Linked DNA regions of Mus musculus: region 1 is linked to region 2. A link is a contact called in public Micro-C data. All regions are on one chromosome and are shown on one strand. The core of a region is the stretch at or near the end of the contact, and the rest is flanking DNA. Distances in the headings are between cores, read along the strand shown. Region 1 holds the start of Lmx1a (LIM homeobox transcription factor 1 alpha). Region 2 holds the start of Prrx1 (paired related homeobox 1).

Region 1 (7,126 bases), core at 2,116-4,615, 4.4 Mb before region 2:
CAGGGCTCCTCCTGGCCAGTCTTCTGACAATAAGGGCATCCTACCACACACACCACAATCCCAAGGGTATTTCAGAAATCCAGATTGGGAAAAGAACCGCTCGCTCTCTTCATTACCTGCCTCCCAGTTCTGCATGCTGATATGAGCATCGAACATGCGTCCTGTCAGATAACTTCCCTAGTCTAGAACAGGGTGGAGACGCTCTGCAGAACAGTTTCCCTCTAGCCTACGAACTCCTGAAAACCCGAAGAGGGGGTTACTGGAAACGCCAAACAAGGGTGCAGGGCAAAAAAGGTCATTTCCAAACCTGATTTGATCAAGCCCAGGAGAAAAAAAAAATGTGCCCACGGGACAGAAACCACCCGATCCTTACTGATGGGCACAAACTCCAGAGCCATGCAAACCCTTGAGAAAGATGAAATGGAAAAAAAGGGTCGCTAGTCGCTAGCTCCCCGCTCCCCGGCAAAGTGATCTCTGTGAATGCCCTGGCCCGGGTTGATGAACTTGGAATGATTTGAAAATATGTTCGCGGCAAAACAAAAACAAAACCAAAAACCCCGCATTGCGGCTCTCCCGGGCCCCAAGTTGTGCATACGGATGGACTTCCCGCAACCCGGGGAGTGTACCGAACGCGGATGCGCGAGATTTACTGGCCTTTCCTGCGAGTGCCTCCTCGAAGAGGGTGCAGGAGGACACGGTCCCCAGCGCACACCCGTGGAGGTGAGTGGGCGCGCTCCGGCGAAGCAGGCACTTACTTCTCGTAGTGGTACTTGCAGTAGAGCTTCTTGTCCCGGTAGAAGCAGGTGGTCTCCAGGGGCTCTTTGCAGGAGGCACACTGCACGCATTGCTCGTGCCAGAAGCTGTCGTTGAGCCGCAGCAGAAACCTGTCCGAGATGACCCGCTGACAGCCCTCGCAGACAGACTTGGGGCTCACCGCTCTGCCTACAACAGCAACAGATGTTGCCGGTGAGCCACACCGGCAAGCTAACCCCAGCCAAACCTGCTCTCGATAGGATTAGACCCACCCTGGGCCTTGCACCCTCAGGAAGCTCCTCTGATGATCAGATATTCCGAAAAATCAAACCAAGTGACGATGACGTTACTAATACATAAAGACTAAGTAGCAAGGTATAAATTTTAGCGAGGGAGGGGGCTGAAGTCAATAAATGGTCTTAGTTATTAGACAGATCCAGGTATATTGCGAGCTTTCACTACGCCTTTAAATTAGATTACATATAAATTTGTGCTCCCAGGACTCTCAAGTCGTCATTAATCATTAAATCACTGTATTTGTGTCCTTTGACTACTTTTAAATGATCGATAATAATTTGCTTGCAACTGAGTTCTATTTTTTTAAGGAAAATTATCATTTTCTGTTTTCTTCATAAAAGGCGGCCTGCGGGGGCAGAAAAATACCATCTCTCCCTACGTGAGCTCAGTACTGTGCAAACTAGTGAATCTCTCCTATGTCTTGTTTGGCGTGAAAATTGCAGGTGGCTTTTCATAATTAGGAAACGTCAAGATGGGGAAAAATAATAGCTGAGCGCAGAGACCCTGAGAAGGGTGCTGGCCAGAGAATTCTAGATCTTCTGCGCTCAGAAGCGCTGATTGGAGCAACAAACCTCTTAGCTCAGTCAGAGAATCTTCTCTGCCCTACCCTTTGACCTTTTTGACTTTTTCCCTTCGGGTCTTGTTCCAGCCCCCCCCCTTGCCCCCAACAAGCAAGGGAGAAATACTTGGCCGCCTTTGTTGACAATTTTCACAACCGTTTAAAGAAGCCCTTGTCCCACAAGAACACTCTTGTCTGTGATGTCCCAAAGGGACGATCCTTCTCCATACCACTACACTAATCTCACTTTCTGCTTTGTAAGCTGGACAGGTCGTTTTGTGTGGTGGGAAGCCAGCAAGAAGGCCTGGGGAGAAAGTGGTCGTTCTCAATTGTAAATTTCTGTTGTCTTGGTCTCAGCACCCCATCCTATGGTTGGGACAAACCATAGGATGGGTCGCGGGTCTCATGGTGCAGAGAACCAAACCCAGTGTGCCTGAGTCCGCACACAGGCTCTAGCCTGCGTCTTCCTTCTTGCTCTGGGGAGAAAATCCTGACAATTTCGAAAGGGAGGTTGAAAGAAGAGGGCATGGGTTTTGTAATTTCGTTTCCTCTGAACTGTTGGGGTGGAGTGGGCGATTTCTCTCTGGACATGGTTTCTATAATCGAAATTTTTTCAGCCCCACTCTATTGGTTCTAAAGTTAGAGAAAGAGGCAAGAGGTTTAAATAAAAGAAAAATCTCTCCTTCAGAAAGAAGCGGGAAGAAACACAGGAAGAAAGAAAATTTAAAAACAAAACAAAACAAAACATTTTTTTCTCCAAACTTGAAAATTCCAAAGGGAGAGTTGAAGAGACACTGGCAAAACAAGCCTGAACTCTGAAAGACCCATGGGTATGACTCTTTGGATCTCTCTATTCTCTGCTCCTTCGAAGTGGCTGGGTTGGGGGTAGAGGGATACCAAGCTTGCGGAACAGGGGTCCGGCTTCAGTTAATTAAAGACCAGGCAAGGGCCCCGCCGTGCAAGCTAATCCCAGCGCAGCGCTGCCCACCAGCCCGGAAAAGCCTCTCGGCCATGCCCAATACTAAAATTGGGGCTGCAGTTGGTGGGGGAAGAGAAGAACCTGGGCGCTCTGGGCCTCGGATCTCTCATGCTAGGACACAGGCCTCTGAGAAACCGGTGGCATTTATGAGCCGTCGATCAGCTCCGTGATTAAAAATCCAGCCCTGGGTATTATTAATCACTTGCCACTCAAATGCCTTGTGAACATGCTCGCCCGCCCCTCAAGGCTTTGGGGAATTCGATGTTGAACTCGTGAAGCCTGGGGAGGCTTGATGGTTGTATTTAGGTAGGGACGACTCAAAAGGACTGATGGACACGGAAAGACAGAGATTGTGGGCACCTCTGTGTGCGCGCGAAGAGGGTGCTAGTCTGGTCGCTTAACCCAGTATCAGAGACCTGACGTACTGAGCTCCCGGCCCCGGCAGAAGGAGGATGCTCTAGGGAGCATGCGGTTGAACACTTACCCAGCAAAGAGGAGAAAGATGCCGAGGTCTCAATCGCACTTTGAAAGTTCTCCTCCATCTTCAGGCCGTCCAACATGTTCGGGGTGAGCCAGGAGGACCTGTAGAGCGGAGGAACGGTTGAGTCTAGCTTCCCGTGCCTGTTGGGACTCCGCACCCTCAGTTGCCACTCTCCTGGGACAGGACAGAAGCAGTGTCCAGGGCGACAAGAATGAGCCTAGAGGGTAGAGTCCAGACAAGGGAAATGTAAGGTGGGAGGAGAGAGAAGAGCCACCGTGAACTGCTCGGACGGCTCTGATTTCACTTGAAGTCAACGCGTTATGTGCTAAGGCCTCCGCCCCCTAACTGCGTTCTCCTAACCCCCACCCCCACCCCTGTCCCCAGGTTTCCCATTCCAAGACCGACTCCGCCCCATCCTATACTAATGTGGCCCCTAGGGATCCCACCACTAGAACTATGGTACTCTGTGTGATGGGGTGGGGGTACGCCTGCTCTCAGAGCCAGGGCCAAGCCGGGACCAACCAGGTCCGATATCCCAGTGGCACCACCACTCACTTTCGACCCTCACCTGTCTTAGAGAGAGGCAGAGTAAGGGACTCGGAGACTGTCCCGCCTGCTTCCGTACTCCTGGCGCAGCGCTCTGCTTGGGGGGTGGGGGGGGGGCGCTCGGGAGTAGGCGTGCGGGGCGCGCGGGGAGGTCCTCCCGCCGGTCGGCCAGTGCCGGGAACGTCTGCAGGAGCAAAGGAGTCGCCTTGGGGAGGAGCCGCGACTGGCCCGGTTCACTCTTGGATGCATTTCAAATCAACTTTCAGAAACACGCCCGCCCGAGCCGGAGCCTAAGGATCCCCGCAGCCTTCCTTACCTGATGGGCGAGCTCGCGCCCAGCGTCCGGAGCAGCGCGAAGTGGCCGGGAGACGCCGGGCAGCTTTGGCGGAGGGAGGAGGCGTCCCCTAGGCTGCAGCCAGAGCAGCCGCCCGGACTCCGGCGCACCCGGGAGAGAGCAGGAGCGAACGCCGGCCCCCGATTCCGCTCCTCGGCGCGCCGGAGTGGGGCCGGGCCGTGGCCTCAAGCCGCCGATCCTCCTCGGGACGTCCCGCCAACACGCGCCGCTCTGCAGCCGGGAAGGGGAAACCAGGCGGCTGCTCCAAGATCGGCGGTGGAACCGGAGGCCCAGGGTCCTGGGTGCAAAGTCCGCCCTGCCTTCTTCGAGGCGGCTCGGGCGGTTTCTGACAGTGGCCGCTGGCTGCGTGCGCGGCCCGGGAAGGGGGTGGGGTGCGCAGGGCGGGGGCCTGGGAGCGCGTCCCGTGGCGGGGCCCGCGGTGCTCTGTTTCCCCGGCTTGGCTGCTCGACCCACCGCGAGGCTACAGCCTGATGCTCCAGTCTGCTGCCCGGACCTCCCGGACGCGCCAAACTTTTCCTTCTCTCCACGTGGAACGGTTGCCCCGGGGGAGCTACACCCCAGACTCGGCAGAGATCCGTGCCACCTAGACTTCACGCGGGCGGGATGGGGATCCGGTTGCTCTCGGATCTGCACCGTAAGTGATGACTAACCTCAGACACCTGGAGGTCGCGGGGATCGCCTAGAGCCCCCAACCCCAATCCTCTCTGCTTTGTGAACTCTGGCACCAGAAGCTCCAAGCTCTTCGGATTTTCATTCACCCACTTGCTCCTGCAACTTACAAATTTGTTTTGGCTTAAAACTCAACTCACCGTTTCTGGCTGAAACTACTTCACTGCTGGGAAATGCAATAATGGGACCCATGGCCAAACCTTGAATCAGGCTCCCTCTATCCTATCCTGCTGGCTGGATGCTAGACTAGAAGTCAGCCAAGGGGACTTTTCTTAGAAAAGAAGATCCTGGGGGCAGTTTTTAATTCCCTGTGATTCATAACATTCTGCAGCGACAGCCCTCCAGCCTCTCTAGAGGCAGGAACAGGGTCTTGCTCCTCTATTCCAAGAAAAGCCTGGGGCCAAGTGACTCAATAAACACATCATTGCGTTGGCTAACATTTTATCGACCATTAATTTTGTGCCAATCTTTATTCCGTAGCCAACTTATCTAATCTTTAAATTTTAAGGTGGGGAAAATTATAGTCTCAGTGTTCGGGTTGCCCTAAGGAAATGGGACACCTGTCCACGTGAAATTCTAGCCTGCTCTCCAGAACACCGTTGGGAGGTCCAATTCCATGGGCTTCTCTAGGGCACCCTCACTTCTACACTGCGAGGAACTCGGTGGCAGTAATCCAGCGCTATAGCATGGTCAGAAGACATACCATGTAAGCAAGTATTCCCTAGTGCCCTTCACCAAGGAAAAGATCTCTTCCTGAACTTATGTCCAACAAGCTCTTCTGTGCTTAGGGACACACACACACACACACACACACACACACCCTGCCCACCCGCAGCATCCTAAGTGTGTTCTATCTGCAAGCACACGCCAAACGCAGAATATGACTTTAGAGGAACAAGGGGAAAGGGCAGAGAGTTTAATACCCTATATTAGAATACTGCTTTAAACTTTTTAGGGTGCTCCTATATTCATGGTTTTGCTTGATCTCTATGACAAACCTGTGAGGTAGACAGAACAAATAATTTTATCTATTGTCCTAGACAAATCTTTGGGGCTTAATACAGCCAGGAGATTTCTCTGCTGTTAAACAGGTGGCTATTGGTATGTCTTCTAACACCTGACCTTTGTCATGTCTGCCATCCAGATAGAACAGGATATGGGGGTAGAGATAAATTACATGTATTCTTGAGATAATATATACGATAGAATTTTTTTAAGAAAAAAAGAACACAGCATACACCCACAAGAAATATTATTTTAAGTGCCCAGCTGAGTTTTTGTTTAACTAAGAGTCTTGAGTTTACGAAACATATTTAACTACTGGGTAAGAAATATCCAGTAGCGAATATCCAGATGATGGATAAATAGATGGTGTTTGATCTGAGTCTTTTTGGTGGTTCTGGCATCAGGAAGAAAGCCTGGTTAGTGTAGCACACCCAAGTCTGTCTTTCCCCCAGTTGGTTTGGGCACTTCAGATAAGTACTACGTCTCACAATCCCATTGTAAGTTCTGCCTCAGTACAGAAGTGCATAGATGCCTTAACAAATAGTGTTTCGTTGGCTGAGGGGTGAATGACCCTCTCTGCTGTAGTCTGAACCTACAGGGAAGGTTCCATAAGCAAAAAAAAATCTCAGTTCCAAGTGGCTTTCCCCCACTTCTATACATAGCCAATATATTTGTATCATATCCATCCTCACTTCCCAGACCTCCCCCAACACATCTTCTTGTGTCCTTTTCTTTTTGGTTTTCAGTGCAACCTGCTGGGTCTAACAAGTGCTGTCTTGTGTGCACGAAACCCATCCGTGGCCAGACTCCCAGAAAAAAAATCGTTCCACCTTGCTAAGTCTGCCAGTAGTTTCTCACACTTGAATTTTGACTGGATTGATCTTGTGTAGATCTTGTGGGTGTGACATGGCTTCTGTGGGTCCACTTGAGCAAGAGCCATTTCACACCCGGGACACAGCTAATCACAGTACTCCTCCCATCTGCCAGCTCTTAAACTCTTTCCACCTATTCTTCCATGATACTCCCTATTCCTGAGGCCTGATGACTGGGGGGCAAGTATATATGTCGCACACGGGGCTGAGCATACACAGTAATGCAGTCATTTATTCTTAGCATGTGAGCTAGTTATAAGTCTCTACTTTTTTTGCTACCCTCTGTGAACCTTCTCTAACCAAGACTGATAGCAGCATAGATCTATGACTATAAACATAAATATTCAGGTGGTCGTTTGGCAACATGGCCATTTAGCAGCAGCAGGAGGAAGAGGAAGAAGAGGATAGAAAGAGGAGGAGACTTCCCTTCCAGGACCTCTAACCTCCACAGCCATGGACTTTTGACCAGAGAGGTTTACAGTATCCAGTATGAGTTTCCTCTTGTGGAGCAGGCTGTAAATCCAGTCAGAAAGAGGTTGGTTACCCGGGTAACACCTAGGCCTCACCCGTGGGCACATCTGACCTGGCAGTATTTTATGTATTAGAGTCC
Region 2 (6,442 bases), core at 2,685-5,184:
TCAACCAAAATTCCTTCTTACCCTAGTCTAGTCTCTTGGCAACTCTCATTCCTAGCTCTACCTTTGCTCCCACTGAGGTCAGGGTGGGAAGTCTGAAAACAAAAATGCTTTTAGAGGGGCTAGACCAGAAAGTGGGTAGAAATCCAGTGCCCAATACTGGATGGACTTACTAGGAAGAGAACTCTATAAGTTACGTCATCCAAGGTTACAGACTTTTATAAATAATGATTGATGGGTAGGAGTCAAAGTTAAAGGCAAGGGAAAGCCTACACATGTTCCAACCTTCCTCCAAGGAGGTCACTTTGGAAGACAAAATGGTGATTAAAGAAAGACAAAGGCAAACCCAAGCCACTTTCCTCTAGGACTTTCAGAGTGCTCAGGCCTGGCCAGCAGCCTTCCTTGAAGATAACTGTGTACTGGTAGCCACAGCTTCCTCTCCTGAGCATTTCTGCCAGATGGTTACTCTGTTCTGGAATTCTGAAAGTTCTTGGCTCTCCTGGTAATTGCAGCCTGAGCACTGAGCCTTGAGCCCTGAGCCCAGAGAACTAGGTTCAACTTTTTTCTCCTTGCTCTGCCCCTGCAGCCAACAATCGATCCTAGAGCCTGGACATAAAAGAGATAAGAGGCAAAAACAAACAAACAAAGCCCTCCCTGGCCCAGAGCTGAGTGTGCTTGGTAGAGCAGTAACTGTGTTGACTCCATGGGACCTGGGAACACCTTCTCCTGCCCAAGCACACAGCTCAGATGTGATGTAAATGTTCTCTGATGTAAATGTCTTACATTTCCTCCTAGGGCTATTCTACTGTCTTTAGTTGCAATCCAGAATCTCAAGAAAACACAAATGCCATATGTAAACACAATCAGGATGCAGATCCAATCCAGTTGAAATTGCAGACAGAGAGAGAGAGAGAGAGAGAGAGAGAGAGAGAGAGAGAGAGGAAGAAGAAGGAGGAGGAGGAGGAGGAGGAGGAAGAGGAGGAGGAGGAGAAGAAGAAGGAGGAGGAGGAGGAGGAGGAGGAGGGGGAGGAGGAGGAGAAGAAGAAGAAGAAGAAGAAGAAGAAGAAGAAGAAGAAGAAGAAGAAGAAGAAGAAGAAGAAGAAGAAGAAGAAGAAGAAGAAGGATGAGGAGGCGGAGGAGATGGAGCTGGAGACAGAGATGGAGACAGAGAAGAAGAGGAGGAGGAAGAGGAAGAAGAAGAAGGGAAAGGAAAGACAAGAAAAGAGCAGACCCAGAAACACCTGAAAAGGCCTGGGGTAACAAAAGTTCCTTAGGGTGTGGGTTTCCTAGAGGACTTGCTTCAGAGGGGCTTTTCCCAGTCCAGCCAATCCTTCCCCCTGACTGCAAGGGATAGTCTAAGTTTTCTGGCCAGACAAAAGGGCTTAGTGCACACAGCTGAAGCCCAGGAGACCTTCTAGGAAGAACAAAAGGTTCCAGGAGTCTTTTGAGCTAGCACAGCCTCTAAGGAATGCTAAACAAGGTTGTTAGGTAGCCTAGCCGCCTCCCTTGCCCTCCCTAGGCACCAGCAGATACAGGTTTCTGTGGAACTCCAGAGCCCCAGTTTGGAGGACTAGAGCACACTCTGTGCCCACAGATGTCAAAGGACACCTTTCTAGTATACCTCTCCTTGCTACAGGTTTCTAGAACAATGGGGGAGGGGAAGTCAGCAAGTGGCAGTAGTTGGTTTGCCTCTGACCTTTAGGAAAATACCAGACATTTGCATTTTCTATATATGCTAGATGCTATATTTGTTATTATCTAAACAAATTTGCTACACAGATGTTAGAAATGTATCTAAATGTTCCCATAGAAACCATTAATACCCAGGTTGATACTGTAGCAATTGGTTGATAGGAACATGGGTAACCAGCTGCGGTTTTTCAAAATGTGCCTGCTTCCTGGAGAAAAGGCGGAATGCAAGGAAAGGCACTTAATGATATTTCTGGGGATGGTCTCTGATCTCTTTTCCTTGACAGTCTTCTGGAGTATCAACCATACTGGCTGCAAACAGAAACAAGGATACTTCTTGGAGGCAATATCTAGGGTGCTAGAAGTCCTGATCTTTTACTCAGGATTTGGTCACAAATGGCAATCCTCACGTCTGAAAGAAAAAGGAATCCATCTGTGTAAGTAAAGATGGAGCGCATGAGCCTCCAGTCTGAGAAGATATGGGAGAGACTGATGCTGTCTGGCCTTAGGAAGAGAGAAAGGGTGTCTCCTTTCCCCTAAGGGAGCAGAGAGTTCCAGAGACACCGGTGGAAATATGCCACTTTAACCTGACCATCGAGTCGCTTCCACTCCAGGCACTTTAGGCTCTAGGAGTCTCACCGTTGGCATCTCCGAAAGCACCTCAGGATACTCAAGTCCCCACTCTGTCTGGCCCACCCACGGGCAAGTCCCCAGCGCAAGAACCAGCTCTTCTGGCTTAGATGCCCTCCGGCAGACAAACCTTCGCGGCTCAGAGCCTGAGCTGCCGAGCAGGGGCGACCAGAGCACTTTGGCGGGGCTGGGGGCTGCCGGTCGGGGGCACGGCACGAGTGGCTGGAGCGAGGCGAGGGGTGGAAAAAGGAGGGGGCGGCGGGTGGACTAATGATGAAAAAGTCTCCTCCATCCTGGCTCCTTAATTAAATGCATGGAAAGAACCGAGGCGCGCACATCTGGTTTCAATCTACAGCCCTTTGATGGCATCAAATGTTCTTTTCCCAGATCAGGGCTGGAAGTTCTGGGCTAACTATGGCCGTTTGGAGCACAGAAACCATTTATACACACTGGGACCCTTCCTTCTTTTCAATTCAATCTCATAGCTACAGGAGAAGGGGAAATCTAGCAATCAGGGGAGCGAGGGGAAACGTATGTATGTGTGTGTTTAAAGAACATAAAACGCCACAAATAAGCACATACTATTTTACTTACTGGCCATATAGTAACTCATTCCTAATGAGACTATTAAAGCTGTTACCAGATTCCAACAGGTCATGAAAACACCGTCCAGCACCGCTCTGCCCTCTGTCAAGCCTGGTCATAGACTTCGACCTTCCTCAGTCTCTGTGTTTGCCAGGGCCTCACCGAACTGGATACAGATTAGCACAGAGCCCACCCCACCCCCAGCTCCTCCTGCTCCCCCCAACTTCTTCAGCCCCAGTGTTCCTGTCTGCTCTGATCTGGGGCAGCCTCGGCTACGAGCAAGAAATTAGAACATTGGCAAAGGTAGGGGAATTATCAGGACGGACTTTCTTCTGGTTTAATGAATATGTAAATTTTCTACTGTCTGAAGCCTGGGGATTTCTGGTGGCAGCGAAAGTCTCGAATCCATTCGAAGCTGAAGACTTCTGGATCTGCCCAAGCCGTCTTTAGATCGTAGAGAGCCTCCCGTTATTATCGCTCTTGTTATTTTATTACATTATTTAATAGGCTGTCTCTACAGAGCCAAACGAGCTTTAATAGGCTTGCTCTTTTTTGCCGTTCAGTCTCAGACTCTCCCTGCGCTCTCCGCCAAAACAAAGCTGCAGGAAAAGTTACTGGGGGGCGGTGCAGCCGCAGATTTGACTGTTATAGATGTGCATCTTTTCCCTGTTCCTTTTTCTTTTTTCTTTTCCTAACAAGTTTGCCCTCAGCTGTTATCAAAACATGCAAATGAGATATTCCAAGAGGATCTCAAACAAATCCGGAGGAGTTAATGCTGAAACAAAATAATCAGCCCCGTTTTAAAGTGACTGCGGGTTTCGGGCACTTTTCTCTCTGTGATACTACTGCAAGGGAATGATAATTAGACCTTTATTTTAAAAATCCAAAGGGGCTCTCTCCTTAGCTTCCCTCCCTTTTCCCTCCCTCCCTCCTTCCTCCCTCCCTCCTCCTCTCTTGCTCCCTCCCTCTCCCTTTCTCTCTGGCTCTGATGTTGGCAAAGGGGTTTTCTTAATCAGACTGTTTTTTCGGTCCGAGGAAAAGGAGGTAGGAGATTGTGATGGAGAAAGGGGGTCTGTAAAACGTCAGGCGCCGCACAAAGGCTTTGCCACGTAATTACAGGCTCCTATTAAGTGGAGATCTGCCCTCCCAGGGGTCTCCAATTTTCTTGTATTCCCTACAAAGCCTCCTCTCCATGCCAGCCTGTGCCTTTTGAAGTGCCAGAGAGCTTCTTGATCCAACTGAGAAGGGAAAAGGAGCTCCGCACGGAGAAGGGGGAGAGAGCGGAGGGAAGGGGGACCGCCACCCTTCTGCAGACTCTTGAAGCCCCGCTTCTTTATTTCTTATTTTTTTTTCCTCCTTACGAAGAGTAAAGTGAGAATCCTGCTCTCTAATACATCTGCAAGACATCACTCTCCTGAAATTCTAGTCACTCCCGAGAATCCACAGGAGTGCAGAGAGGGGGAACGCGCTTTCTTGAAGACATTTTAAAGCTGGAACAAGCCTTCTTCTGTTGGCGCTTGAACTCTTGCCGGGGGAATAACTTTTTTTAACCTCTTTCTCTAATTTTTTTAAAGCCACTTTGATTCTTCTCTCCACCCCTTCTTCTCTCTTCTGTTTGCCTAACTCCCCCGCCCCGCTGGCCTCCCCTTTCCTCGCTCCCCCTTATTATTATTTTTAGTGTCTGCGAGTGGACGCTTTTTAAGAGTTGAAAGGGATATTTTTTTTCTTTTTGATCTAAGCATAGGTTGTTTGTTTTGTTTTTATTTTTGAACTTTTTGGTGTGGATTATCTCTCTGGACCGCGCTGGACTTGGCTTTAGCGAAGTAACCGAGGCTGCAGGGAAAGTTACTTGTCCCGAAAGTTCTACACTTCAGAAGGGGTCCCACCCTCTGTTTCTCTCTCTCTCTCTCTCTCTCTCTCTCTCTCTCTCTCTCTCTCCACTCCCCCCTCTTTCTTCCCCACTCGGCTCCTCTCCCCCCTCACGCCCACAGCGTTTGGTGTTGATTCGAGCGGGAAGAGGGGGGTGGGTGGGATTGGAGGGGAGACCATGACCTCCAGCTACGGGCACGTTCTGGAGCGGCAACCGGCGCTGGGCGGCCGCTTGGACAGCCCGGGCAACCTCGACACCCTGCAGGCGAAAAAGAACTTCTCCGTCAGTCACCTGCTAGACCTGGAGGAGGCCGGGGACATGGTGGCGGCACAAGCAGACGAAAGTGTGGGCGAGGCGGGCCGGAGCCTGCTGGAGTCACCGGGACTGACCAGTGGCAGCGACACCCCTCAGCAGGACAGTGAGTGAGGGCGCGTGCTCCGGGGAGTGTGCGCTGGGGACACAGGGTGGAGGCCCGGGGAGGGCGGCGGGAGCGTGTTCCAGGCTTCGGTTTCGGGGAGACAAGGCGTTAAGAAGTTAGGAGTCCTGGGAAAAGTGGCTGGTTGCTGATCGCAGAAAGACCGATGAGAAAAAGAGGGCTCCCCCAATGCTGTAAGCCAAGCGGGCGCTGGAGAGAGACCCGGAGGCCCAGGGACGCTGGGAGGCCAGGGGATCCCATGCAGGGATTCTGCGGCCACCACTGTCTCCAGCCGCCAGGGCTGCATCTCCAGTTCGGGCGGAGCGGCGGTCAGAAATCCCGCAGGCAGGCGGGGCGTCCACGCCAGGGTAGGAGCGGTCCGGTCCGGCCAGAGCGCAGGCTACACAGCCACCTCGGTTAGAGAAAACAGGGAACAAAGATGCAGGGCAGGCTTGGGAGCGCGTCTTCCCTGGGGTTGAAGGGAAAGCACTGTGCTCAGAGGAACCTGGAAGACAGGACTAAGGTCGCATACCCTCTGTGCATATGACCCAAGCCTGGAAAAGACTAAGGGCAGCGCGGGAACACACAATTCTTGTCGCCCAGGCTTGCTCTCTGACCTCTGCTGTCATCTCTACCTTGTTTAAGATAGAGCTAAAAACCCACCTATTAAGTTAAACCTTGATGAAGCTAGGAGAATTTTCGTTAGAAGCAAAATCCAGAGACTGCCTGGCTTGGTCTAACACCATATTTGCATAGGGGAATCGCGGGTTGCAGGCCCAAGTTCCTGTGCAGCACGGCCTGTTGGCCCCTAGACCTCCAGAAAAGTCTATGAACAAGCTGCCTTCCCCAGCCTTAGTCACATCTCAGTTATTAACTTCACCTTTACAAAAAGACTGACTGCAAGTGTATATCGTGGTCTCTTAGTATATAACACACTTGTCACCTGGGCTCATTCTCTAGTCAGATGTACAGAGAAGTTGCAAAAGTCTGGACCCGGCAGAACATTCTAAAATGACCTCTTTCCTTATCATTATGTGCTGATCGCTCCTTTAGAGCTCCGAAGGCCCTCTGCCATTCTGCGATTCTCTCAAGGCACTGTCCCTCTTAGATTACCAAATAATTTTTAAGGCACTCAAAACAAACTGGCATCAGAGCCAGCTGGAAAGGGTTCCTGGGCACAGTGGGGGGAACCAAGCTCACAGAAGCCACAGGAGAGCCCTATGTGATCAGGGCAGTGGCTCCTAGTTCTGCAGTCT

What was found. Hi-C and Micro-C count contacts between places; a contact is called where the count stands out from the background.
Region 1: a contact with region 2 is called in a Micro-C map of embryonic stem cells, with 14 times the contacts expected there. The contact joins the promoter of Lmx1a here to the promoter of Prrx1 in region 2. A contact is called at or near these places in 3 of 484 Hi-C or Micro-C datasets (embryonic stem cells and epiblasts).

The regions. Positions count from the first base shown.
Region 1 is chr1:167,685,797-167,692,922 of GRCm38.p6, reverse strand. Lmx1a (LIM homeobox transcription factor 1 alpha) reads right to left here and starts at 3,365. Exons shown (of 8, transcript NM_033652.5): 1 at 3,073-3,365; 2 at 756-942. The coding sequence starts at 3,148.
Region 2 is chr1:163,311,142-163,317,583 of GRCm38.p6, reverse strand. Prrx1 (paired related homeobox 1) reads left to right here and starts at 3,934. Exons shown (of 4, transcript NM_011127.2): 1 at 3,934-5,189. The coding sequence starts at 4,949.